Regions from separate parts of the Zea mays genome. Here region 1 is linked to region 2. A link is a contact called in public Hi-C data. All regions are on one chromosome and are shown on one strand. The core of a region is the stretch at or near the end of the contact, and the rest is flanking DNA. Distances in the headings are between cores, read along the strand shown. Region 1 holds the start of LOC100191584 (xyloglucan endotransglucosylase/hydrolase protein 23). Region 2 holds the start of LOC100286314 (phosphate import ATP-binding protein pstB 1).

Region 1 (6,201 bases), core at 2,908-5,407, 540 kb before region 2:
TATCCATCACAATAATATGAGCAAAGTTACTAATAGTTAGTAAACCATACTAAGTGGACTGTCATCGTTGGTAAAGCAACAACATTACCGAGCTGCACGACGGGGCCACGGATCGAGGGTTCGGGCGTGAGTTGCCTCTTGCTGCTGCTGACGAGCCCCCGCCGACGAGCCAACGATGGTGGCCGCCGAGGAGTGTCCGCTGTTGGGACCTGATGCGCCGGCGTGAGGCTGCTGCATTCTTGGACGCAGGGTCGACGACGCCTAGAGCAGTGGACTGGAGCTGGGGTTGACGGCGCTCGGACGACGCTCGGTCTGGTGGCGGCGCGGTGCGGTCGGCTGCCCGGCTCGGTGGCTGGCACCTGGGAGTAGGGAGCGAGGTGGCTGAGAGCAGGGAGCGAGACCTAGGAGCAGGGAGGGGCTGGGAGCAGGGAGCGATACCTGGGAGCAGGGAGCGCGGTGGCCGGTGAGAGCTCGGGCGGACACGGCGCGGTGAGCAGGGAGCGAGGTGACCGAGCGGCGCCCGTCCGTGGTCCGTCCAGCGGCGGCGCGGTGAGCAGGGAGCTGACCGAGCTCTCCCGTCCGTGGTCCGTCTAGCGGTGCGACGAGCTCAGGCCTCGGGCGGACGGACGACGGGGAGTCGGGGATCGCCGGATGGGAGCTCGGGCTCGCCCGCTCGATCTAGGCGTGAGGCTGTGTCGCGCAGCCGCGGTGACGACGTCTGGCGGCTGGACGATGGAAGGCTCCAACGCAGGTGGCCAGGACCCAGGTCCCAGGGTAGCAGCGACACGGCGCTCGGCTTGGAGGCCACAGGCCAAAGTGATTGGGCCTGGCCGCTTGGGCCTGTTTATGTTTAATTCATTAATTGTTTATTGGGCCAAATATTACCGGGTACCCGGTAGCCGGGTACCCGTATCCGCCCGAGGCTGTCGGGTATTTACCGGGTACTGCTCGTCCCGTATCCGAGACGATTCTATCCGGGTAGTACCCGTATCCGTCCCGAATATAAAATTACCCGTATCCGTATCCGAAAAAACGTCCCGAATTAGTATCCGTATCCGGTACCCGGTCCGGGTACCCGACCCGTTTTCACCCCTAGATACACTCACACCCGATCCAATGTTTCGCAGATACAGGAGTGCAGTGGCGTAGACAAGGGTAGGGGGTAGGGGGGCTGCTAGTAGGGCCATGGCCCCTCTAACAAAAAGAAAATCTGTTCTCTAGTTATTTTTATGGCTGAAATAAAAGATTTAGTTTATAATTAATTAAAATATAGTATGTATTTAGCGTATATTTGTGTTAAATTTTATGACTAGTGAATATTGTATATGTATACATATTCTATTTATTAATATTATAACTGTAGTTATGTATATATTGTTCCCCACCTAAAGAAAAAATGTTGCCTACGTCTCTATAGACACGGTTTCTATTTCAACCCGCGGATAACACGCGCCCCGACCATAAATTTGGTTTGTTCTTTATTTTGCACAAAAATAACTAAGATGGAAAAAAGTAATTATTTTGAATACGTAACCTGTCTATGGTTAAAAGATAGAAATAGTTGGAGCTCTGATGAGTGGGGTCCACTATCCAGCTCGCACGTAACCCCTGGCCCCTTACTTTTATTGCTACAAAAGGAGTAGAACAACGTAGATGGTGTTCAGGAGTTTAAGGTTAATAATCCTTCGGAGTCCAAGGCAAATCGAAGGTAGAACAAGGCTCAGGCAAGCCCACGGCTCCAAAAGGTTTCTGCAAAACGAGACGGCTAGGATTAGACTAGAACTCTCACCGAGATCAAAATAGAGGATGAGCTAGTCTATCTTCCTGCTAAGACGTCATTCGAGCGTGTAATCTTTCCCTTCATTTCCATTAATTTATCCACTATACAATAGGACATATGGTATTACGATTCCACGCCTTGAGCCTCTATAAATCATTTTATGTGCAGGGGTAGCTATTAGAGTGTTGTGATCTCACGAGTCTCAAGTCTAATCTCTTCGCTCTCTTCCTACTCAACAATTTTCTCAGGACGGATAACGCATCAGCATGGGCATACCTCGCCTTTAGACTACCTTCAGCGACTCTATATTCTTCCACCTATATCCCACTCATGTATCACGTCAGCAACCTCTCTCCATATCTCTACCCTCTACAACGGTTCACTCTACACCACCATATTATTTTCTCATCGACTAACTCAACTACCATTCTGAAGACGAGGTCGACACCATGTTCAAAGAGTTCGACTACACCAACACTCTACAGTTTGTCTCCGATTACTTCAAAGAGTTCGTGGACTCTTCGTCCGATGACGATTCTGAAGACGAGGTCGACACCATGTTCGTTTTGCAAGCCCTTACCAACTGGGCATTGGAGGTTCAAGGAGGCGTCGTCGGCCCTCTTCTTTGCCTCGTCAAGTAATCCATAGGGATCACAATATTGGCGAAAATCTGATAAAGAACCACTACTTTGGTCGAAATCTTGTATATCCCGCCCACATTTACCGACGAAGGTACATTTCCTAATAATCACTCTTACCTCATTTCCTAATAATCACTCTTACCTCTACATGTATGCTTCCTATGGTTCTTACATTTTGCATATTCATTCTAGGTTTCAGATGCAGCGGCCTTTGTTTCTGCGTATCCTTAGAGGAGTGCAGCAAAAAGTCTCTACTGCTCTGCGTGTCCTCGCATATGGGTTGCAGGTTGCCTACGGACGCAGTCGATGAGTATGTTCAAATCGGCCAAACTATGTCTCATCTGTTTCTGCCGCGCAATCATCTCATGCTACAGCCAACGGAACCTCCGTATTCCTAAAAGCAATGTCGTAGCTCGCATACTTCATGTCAACGCAGATAAGGGTTTCCCGGTCATGTTTGTCTCAATAGATTGTATACATTAGGAATGGATTAGGAATGTCGTAAATGTCCTACTTGTCACCCGTATACGTGAGATATTGCCTCGATGCTTTTGTGAGATATGGTTTAATCATGTACGAACATCTATATACTACGGCTTGTGTGATTTCTTTAAGTAGGTTGAGGGTACACGTTGCGATTTGTATCGATCGTATTTTAGATTCCGACAGTAATCAGTACATTTTCCGTTCCGAACTTATCGTTTCCGATAATTCCGAATGAGTGACTGACATTTTCGTTTCTGAAGTCGTTCCCTTCATTGTAATGTGGCAACTCGACAAGGTCCATGTATCGTAGTAGTACGGCCACGGCACACTCGTCCGGTGAAATAAATAATAATAATGCTAGCCGTGCATTGCTGCTTAATTGACACTTCGGTTAATCAAGACGGATGATCTGCGGTGGTTAGGGGTCGTAAAGTGCATCCACGTGGACCGTGGGGATGCACGCGCTCCATCCAAGCTCATCAACCACCCGGCCGTACGTGCAACGCTGGGTATTAATTTTTCGATACATGATAGTACGCGCAGGAATATTTTTTTTCTTCAATCATGCGGTCCTTATCTGTTGTACTAAACGATATTGTCTTTTTTTTTGTTAAAAAGACACGAGATATACCGTGTGTGTGTGTGTGTGTGTGTGAAAGTGACGGGGGCAGTCATCGCAATGGCATTTTACATCACGCGTTGGTGGCATGCATTGTGGTTGTGGACGTGACGGCACCCAGACACACAAAAAAGAGAGACATGGCGTCGGTACGAGCCCGTAGAGCGGCCGGAATCAGCTACGACGGCGTCGGCAAAGATGTCCCTGTGTGCTGTGCGTACGATTTGCATCTCTCGGGTGAAATGCGAGAACGAACGGAAGTCGCTGCACGTCCCGGTGGACCCAAAAAATGACTCGGCCGGCTAGCCGATGCGGGAGCTCCCTCCCTCCCCTGCCCCGGCGTCATCAAGCCCGCTCTGCCCCGCCGCAGCCCCTGCCCTGTCTCCTCTCATCCTCTGGCTGGCGCCAACTCACACGCACAAACCGCACGGCTGGGCAGTAGCAGTAGTAGCAGTACATGCTCTGCTTCCCGCGGCAGGAGCCATTCCCATTCCTATCGCCGGCAGCCCAAGCCCCCCTCCGTCTCCCTATAAAACCCCCTCGCCGCCTCCACTCACAGAGTCACAAGCTCGACCACCAACCCAGCTCGCTCGTCCCAGCTGATCAGGTCGAGCACCTAGTAGCGACCTGCTCGATCATCAGTGTAGAGTGTCGGTAGGTGTCTGTCTCTCTTGGTGGCTGGTTGCAACGGTCATGGCGACGTCGTCTCGTCGGGTGCCCTTGCTGCTGCTGTGCCTGGGCGTGCTGGTGTCCTGCTCCTTCGCGGCGGGCAGCTTGGACCAGGAGCTGGACATCACGTGGGGCGACGGGCGGGGCAAGGTCCTTGACAACGGGCGGCTGCTGACGCTGTCGCTGGACCGCACGTCCGGCTCCGGGTTCCAGTCCCGGCACGAGTACCTGTTCGGCAAGATCGACATGCAGCTGCGGCTGGTGCCGGGCAACTCCGCCGGCACCGTCACCGCCTACTACCTGTCGTCGCAGGGCGGCGCGCACGACGAGATCGACTTCGAGTTCCTGGGCAACGTGTCCGGCGAGCCCTACACGCTGCACACCAACGTGTTCACGCGGGGGCAGGGGCAGCGGGAGCAGCAGTTCCGCCTCTGGTTCGACCCCACCGCCGACTTCCACACCTACTCCATCCTCTGGAACCCCAAGCACGTCATGTGAGTCGTCGTTCGTTGCTCTGCTTCCTTCTTCTGCATTCCTATCGCCTGCAGCTTCTTCATTTCATGGTTGGTGTCCATGCTCTTTTGCTCCTCCGCCAGCTTCATGGTGGACGACATGCCCATCAGGGACTTCCGCAACCTGGAGAGCAAGGGGGTGGCGTTCCCCAAGAGCCAGCCGATGCGGCTCTACTCCAGCCTGTGGAACGCGGACGACTGGGCGACGCAGGGCGGGCGCGTCAAGACGGACTGGTCCCACGCCCCCTTCTCCGCCTCCTACCGCGGGTTCAAGGCCGACGCTTGCGTCGCCGTCGCGGGCGGCCGGACCCGCTGCGGCGCCACCGTCGGCACCGAGGGCACCGGCGCCCCCGCCTCCGCCGCCGGCGCCGGGGACTGGTACAACCAGGAGCTGGACCTCACCCTGCAGCAGCGGATGCGCTGGGTGCAGCGCAAGTACATGATCTACAACTACTGCACCGACCCCAAGCGCTACCAGCAGGGCCTCCCCGCCGAGTGCTCCATGCAGTAGCGCCCGGTTATTCCTCGCCCGTCCAACAATGGCGCGCGCGCGCGTGTGTGTGCATGTGGTCCGCTCTACTGCTACCGCTACGACGATCGGTGTCGATCACCGGATCAAGGCAAGACGAAAGGCATCGAAACATGGTAGATAAATAAAGGACTTGACGATTTGTAACGCAGTAGCTGGTGCGTGCGTGGTGTGGTGGTAAGAAATTCTTCTGCTGCCTGTGTTCTTGTAGCCTCCTCGTCCTCGCCCACCCTGTTGGTACGTGTACGGTGTACGTAGTCTGCCGCCGCGCGCTGTTCGTGTTCGTCGTGTCTCGTGTCTGTATTATACTCGTCCTCCCCATCAAAAAAAAAGTTGTTCCATGTACGTGTGCACTGTCGAGTGATGTTTGGCTGGACGTGATCGTGATTACTCCTGGAAACTATCCGGCGCGTGCAGATCGATTGATACATGGTCAGTCAGCGTCACTGTATACGCCACTCTATCTACTGAAGCGAATTGAAGTAAAGATGGGATCGCCTGTCGGACATGATAGTAGTATAGCTAGACCGACAGGCAGGCAAGTAAATGTTGCCGTCGCCAGATGTTGTGCGCTAGCTACTGGCGCATCAACAGCAGCAACCTCTCCAGCACGATGGGGATGCATTTCTTCTACGTACATTGGTGTGGCACTCCCCACTATCAGCAGCGGCAATGGCGACAAGTGAGCTAAACGTACGTTGGTCCACTCCCTGGTTGCTCTCGGGCCTCGGCTGGGCGGCTGCTGGCCGGCTTCAGGCTACGCGCCATGCCCATGCGGCGCAAGGTGGCAGGCGCAGGCCTCGCGGTCAGTCACAGGCGAACCCGCCGCGCGCAACGCGACGACAAGGACGGGGACGGACACGGACATGGCTCGTCGATCGTGATCCATCCATCGATCGATCCGTCAGCTCAGCGCGCCTAGCGGGACCGAGGTGCCCCGACGCTGACGCGGACAGGTGGCCGCA
Region 2 (6,673 bases), core at 37-2,536:
CTGGCTAGGAGAACTTGGCTGTTGTCTTATTTTATCTTCCTCTCGTGCCTTCGGTCCTACTAGTGGTCCTTACATTTCCATTCTTGTCTGAAGATTTCCAAGTAGCCACTCCTTGTGCTGGATTTGGTGTGTGAGGATCACCAATGACTACGCTCTTGCCCTTGCCTTTATCCGTCATTTCCAGCTGAATTAGGACCTTGTCGTTCATCTCAAGTGTATTCATGGGTAATGACTGACTGTCAATTTGCATTCCCAATCGGCCTTCATTTATAGTCGATTGTATCTGTCGACGGAAAGTATTGCAATCATTGGTGGTATGAGAAATGAAGTTATGTCATTTACAATAAGCACGCCTTTTCAATTCATCTATCGAGAAAATTATGTGAGATGGTTTAATGTTACCGCTCTTAAGTAATCCATTAAACATCTTGTCACACTTAGCAACATTAAATGTGAACTTAACTTCTCCTTCTCACAAGTTAAGCGAGGTGAGATAATTTTGAGGCTCACACGGTCGCCGTCCGACTAGAACTAGACCAACTTGACCAATTATGTCTTTGTCAACGGGTAATAATGGAGGATGTCCTCATGAGGTATCTTATAGGCAGTTGCCTGTTAGGACTTGTAAAGATATCAACATATATCTCTTTGTTCACTTTAGCTTCCCAAAATAATAAACTTCACTTGTTTGAAAATTTATTTTTAGGCCTAACATCTGTTCAAATAAGATCAAGATGAATTTCAAGTTCTTAGCCTGCTCCAAATTGTTTTACAAAAGAACTGCATATTAAAGCGTCATATTATAGCGTCGTACAACCCTTTTTGTATTTGATGATGTGTGGAATTAATCCCTCATCAATCAATAAAGGCCACACCTCGTGGGCCTTCCTAATCAGACAAAACGTAATATTAATAAAGACCAATTTTGATAATTTATGGCTCTATTTTGCGGCAACTCCAACGGGGAAAGAGAAACAGAACGTGATAGCTGGACAGGAAGAGGTCTCTAGCTACATTCTAGCCTAGTCTGAGACGACACGTACACCGATAAGCTGCGTGCGGCATGCCATGGCGTGGTGCGTGGGACCGGACCGACACCGAGACCAGCCGCCACCGAATCCCGCCGCTCTTCTGGCCGCCGAGTTGTCAAGCAACGCACGCACCACAAGCCGCCCGCCTCAGTTGAAGCCCCGCGGAAAGGCTGGCTGCGAGTGCGAGACCGACCAAACAAAGAACACATATCAATCACCAGCTCACAGTGGGAGGGGACGCACGATCGGCACCCGGCCATCCCCTCCCTCCTCTTCCTCGCACGTCCTCTTCCATTCCAGTAATGGGCTCTGCTTCATCAGGTGGGCATGCAACAACCCAATAATTAAGCTCAACTGGTCGATCGACCAGGCCGTACTGTCACAATTTACCTGCAGGTCGGTGACGATACGATGCTATACATGCATATGGCGCAGATGGTCTCCGGGAGCACTTGCTGGACGTGGACGGCGGCGGAGCGGCGGCGGTGCCCAAGATACGGGTGCGCGGGCTGCGGCGCCGCGCGGACGCGACCGGCGAGGAGATCCTCCGCGGCGTCCACCTCGACGTGCCGCGCGGGGCCGTCATGGGCGTCATCGGCCCCAGCGGCAGCGGCAAGTCCACGCTGCTCCGCGCGCTCAACCGCCTCTGGGAGCCCGCGCCCGGCGCCGTGCTCCTCGACGGCGCCGACATCTGCGCCCTCGACGTCCTCGCCCTGCGCCGCAAGGTCGGCATGCTCTTCCAGCTCCCCGCCATGTTCGACGGTACGTACCGTACCTACGTCCGATCCAATTGATTATCCATTAATCGATGGAACTAAGAACAGAGAAGGTTCGGTAATTCATTGACAATTTGGCATTTGCTAATCACATGGAAGCTGGCAGCGATTAGACAATTCATTAGTGGCCAACTGTGATAAGCTATAGCTATCCCGCTGACCTTTCGACCAATGCAGCACGCTGGTCGCCGGTGATAAGTTCTCTATGAGCACACCATGGTTTTGGTTTCCTTTTCACATATACTACTATATATACTACTATAATAACGCAATAATGCTTGGCCTCTACATCCTGAGACTGATGAGATGCATAAATAATAGCCATAGCCATCCCTGATGACAGAGGATGCGTGATGACGAGGACGAACCTTGCTAACCTTTTAAAGAAAGCTCGAACAGTTGACAAATATAAGCGGGATGGTGGCATTTATTTTTTTTTTAACTTTGATAGTACTGGCACACGAAATATTTAGGATTTCTGAACATCTGGTCCAACATAAACCCCTCCAACTTGAATAAACTATTTTTTCGAGCCGTAAGTCATTCTTTTTTTTTGAGCTTAATCGAATTTATAGAAAAGAACATAAAAATTCATGACACCAAATCAATATCATTAGATACGCCATGGAATATATTTTCATAATTTATTAAATTATTTGATGTCATAAGTACCGTTATATTTTTTTACATAAATTTAGTCAAATTCGAAAAGTTTAACTTAGAAACAACTTCGGGAGTTAGATTTATTTAGGAAGGAGGGAATATTTCCTGGATGTAGGAGCATCTGCAATAGTTCTCTAAACAGGTTCCTAAACTTGAAAATTTGTTAGGTACAATACTAGTTGGATCTGCGGCCTCCGTGCTGATTTTCCACCACTTCCTTTCCTGCGTGCTTTTGACAGGAACCGTGGCTGACAACGTACGATACGGGCCGCAGTTGCGCGGCAAGAAGCTAACCGAGGCCGAAGTGAAGAGCCTGCTGCACCTGGCCGACCTGGACCCTGCTCTGTGCTCCAAGCCGGCGTCCGAGCTGTCGGTCGGGCAGGCACAGCGCGTCGCCCTGGCCCGGACCCTCGCCAACGACCCCGAGGCAACACCTCTCTCGCTCCGTCTCCCTTGCCATGCATTGTCCTCCATGGCCTCCTCGCTCAGACGGATGGAGTCGCTGCATATGCATGCAGGTGCTCCTGCTGGACGAGCCGACCAGCGCGCTGGACCCCATCTCGACGCAGAACATCGAGGAGGCCATCGTGCGGCTGAAGAAGACGAGGGGGCTCACCACGGTGATCGTCTCCCACAGCGTGAAGCAGATCCAGCGCATCGCCGACCTGGTGTGCCTCGTCGTCGCCGGCGAGGTCGTGGAGGTGCTCGCGCCGTCCGACCTGTCCGACGCCAAGCACCCGATGGCCAGGCGTTTCTTGGAGCTCAGCGGCTGAAAGCCCGCCTGCTCGCTGCTGCTTCGTTGGATTTCGAAACTCTTCTACCTAATCGGATGCTTTCGAGCTGTTCTGGATGGAAAGGATCGGACGTGTGGTTATCTTTCCAATCGCCTATCATGTTCTCTACTTTTGTTCTCGTGTATACATACAATCTGTTAAAGTAGCTTCTCACAGCTAGAAAGTGTTTGCAATACAAACAAGTTCTTGGCGGATTAGCTTTGTTTTTTTTCCTGGGCAACTGTTAGTAATTATTGCTAATCTCCAAACTAGTGTTCATCTCCCAACGGTACAAAACAACAATCCAAAAGTCTTGTCTTTCAGCTTTTTCAATTAATATTAAACAAAGTGCAAAGGTCGATTACATGGGAGGTATTTTAAAACAAAAGCAAGAATAACAAGCTAGCAATCATTTTGGAATAAGCCTAATTGTTCCATGCAAAGAGTTTAGCCGTTGCTTCTTGTACTGATACTTCCACACAATGTATTTGCACTGAAAGTGTTATTTGTCTTTCTAAAGGCTAGTTTAGATACATCATTTTTCCAAGAGATTTCCATTTTTCAAAAGGAAATTAGTTAATTTTCCTCTCAGAAAATGGTATTCCCAAAGTAGCCCTAAAGTTCCTTTTTTTTCATGCGTGGAATCTTGAACTTGTTTGAGCTATTAACTTCTATTGATTCCATCCAAACTTGTTGAAGAGCTAAATATATTCTATTTGTCTTACGTGGACAAAATACGTAGAATGCCGGTAATATGACTATTTTACCAGGCACAATGAGTAGACAAATTGAGATAAGTACAATAATCAAAAGCGTACCTCTTGAACAACGAGAATAAGGTCTTCAACTGTTTTTGCAACCTTTTTATATCGAATAGATTGGATAGTACAAAAAAAACCCAAATCTAATATACTGAAATCTGGTGAATTGGGTTGTTGACAAATGAGACGTATGTCAAAATCATCTGGGTGTGCAGCTTTACAAAACAGTAGATCATTAAGTTCTAGATGATATGTTGTGGTGTCTTAGCTTGTTGGATGCAGATGGAATGTTCATGTCTTCACGTGGCCACTTAACACGAATAACCAATAATACTTTCTCAATTATGAACTCTCTAATAATATCCCTTCTAATTGAAGTGATGAGTATTACTTCCACTGTCTTAGATGTTCGGTTAACACTGCTTCTTTTAGCACATTTAAATGTGACCATTAATGGAAAACACCCAATCTTCCCATCAAAAGTGCATTAAATGTTGGTTGATAAGTCACACGACATCATGATCCGTCTATCTTATGCTTCATAGTTCTGGATTTAGTTTACCTGGGTTTTGAGCCTGTTATACTTTTTAGTTGGCTCATCATCCCTCTTCATGGTGAACATCCAAAGTTCACCTTCGATAAGCTCCATCTTGGTGATCATCATCATGTCATTGCCCTTGTGAGCGATCTTTAATGTATCCCAGATCTCTTCGACATTGTCTAGACTGCTTACTTTGTTATATTCCTCCCTGCATAAAGAGTCTAACAACATAATAGTAGCTTGGACATTTTTACGAATCATCTCTTGAAGATATATAGCATTATGATTTTTTATCATCACTATCTAAAACATGCATTCCATTTTCTACTACATCCCAAATACTAGGATGCAGAGAAAACAAATGGCTACACATTTTATGGCTCCACCAGAAATAATCCTCCCCATCAAAGTGAGGAGGCTTGGCTAGAGGGATAGAGATCAAATGCGCATTTGAATTCTACATAATGCGGGAATAATTAAAAGACGTTTTAGAGTAATCATGTATGACCATCTTTCTCTTTGAAGAGGAGGAGTGGACATCCTTGTGCGAAGAAGAGGAGTCGCTGTCATAGTAGACAATCTTCTTGATCCTCTTCTTCTTGCCTTCCTTCCTTTTGTCGGATCCTGAGTCGACGGTTTCTCCTCCCTTGGTCGTGTCGTCGGTGGGGATCTTCTCCTTCTCCTCAATCACCATCGCCTTCCCTTTAGTGCCATCGGTAGCCATCTCTTTGGGTTGTTAGACCCAACAGAAGAGACTGGCTCTGATACCAATTGAGAACACCTAGAGGGAGGTGAATAGGTGATCCTACAAAAATAGCTTCAAAACACACAAACTTGGTCTAATAATTGAGTTAGAGTAAACTAAAACCAAGTCTGAATGGAGAAGATGATATAAAGTTCCCTTCACTTGATTGCTCTTCCAAGATATGAAAGATTCTAAGAGCAATATTCCAAGTGAGTTGAGAGAACTAAGGAAGAAGGAAAATCGCAATAAGGTAAATGAGACAAGAGACACAACAATTTTTATCACGTGGTTTGGTCAAACCTCCATGGTTTAGTGTCCTCCTTTAACAAGGGTTGCAATCAACCCCTCCCAAGTGATCACCTAGATCAACTTGAGTGCCACGGTTTCTTCCTTATATCAAGTATCCTAATTTGTGAGGAATCTCCACAACTTGGAGTCTCACAGCCTTACAAATGATCAAAATCACAACTCAGAGTAAGAGAGGGAGATAGAGTACACACAAGAGAACAATGTAGCAACACATGCTAGAAACACAAAGAAACGAGTGCAAGAACATATTATCACATTAACAGCACAAAACTGGCGCTTGGATCTCACTAAAAGCACTAGAATGTGTGGTCGCAGAGTTTCGAAGTATTGGTATGATCTTTAGATGCTTGGGTACTAGTTGGAGGCGCCTAGGGGTCCCATTTATAGCCCCAAGGGGCCTAGGAGCTGTTGCCTCCTCCATATGGAAGTCCCAAAAACTTCCTGTCCGCGGGCGCACCAGACTGATTCGGTGCAATACCGGACCAGGTCTGTGTGCCCCAGTCTAGGATCTGATTGGCATTGTTCCTTAATCTGGCGGGCACCAGACTAGGTCCGTGCACCACCGAACCGTGCAGTGACGTCAGCTAGCCGTTGCGTCGGGAAGAGCCATTGCAGAAGCGGTCCAGCGGCACACCGAACCATGAATAGTAGTGGTTCGATGAATTTTAAAATGAAATTCCTGAGAGTGAACTGTTCACGTACGGAGGCAGCCCGATACACTAGCCGATCTGGCGCCTAAGTCCAGGCCCCTCACGGATCCGGACAAGTGAAGCTCAGACCAGCAAAACTTTGGCTATTTTGAGCCAATATTCTCCAGACCTTTTTGGCTTTCCTTGGTACCTTCTTACAACTTAGACAAAGTGTGGGAAACATACATTTTCTCCTTGGTTTCTCCAAGATTTGCAATATGGCTCATTTCAAGTCCAAAAGGCATTGTTCTTGCAGAAATGGGTTAGTAGCCAAAACAAGGTGTTAGAAACATATAGTAGGGTATGTGCAACTTATCAAACACTTAAACTTAAACTTCATGTTTATGTTGTTTTACCCAAAGTTGCTCTTTTGGCCTTTCATTTT

Evidence for each region. A called contact is a pair of places that touch in the nucleus more often than the background predicts.
Region 1: a contact with region 2 is called in a Hi-C map of bundle sheath, with 2.4 times the contacts expected there. The contact joins the promoter of LOC100191584 here to the promoter of LOC100286314 in region 2. A contact is called at or near these places in 2 of 25 Hi-C or Micro-C datasets (bundle sheath and ear).

The regions. Positions count from the first base shown.
Region 1 is chr5:55,915,680-55,921,880 of Zm-B73-REFERENCE-NAM-5.0, reverse strand. It overlaps LOC100191584 (xyloglucan endotransglucosylase/hydrolase protein 23), which reads left to right and starts at 4,157. Exons shown (of 2, transcript NM_001137014.1): 1 at 4,157-4,689; 2 at 4,792-5,559. The coding sequence starts at 4,220. The coding sequence ends at 5,218.
Region 2 is chr5:55,374,474-55,381,146 of Zm-B73-REFERENCE-NAM-5.0, reverse strand. It overlaps LOC100286314 (phosphate import ATP-binding protein pstB 1), which reads left to right and starts at 1,286. Exons shown (of 4, transcript NM_001349640.1): 1 at 1,286-1,352; 2 at 1,467-1,793; 3 at 2,710-2,897; 4 at 2,989-3,409. The coding sequence starts at 1,334. The coding sequence ends at 3,243.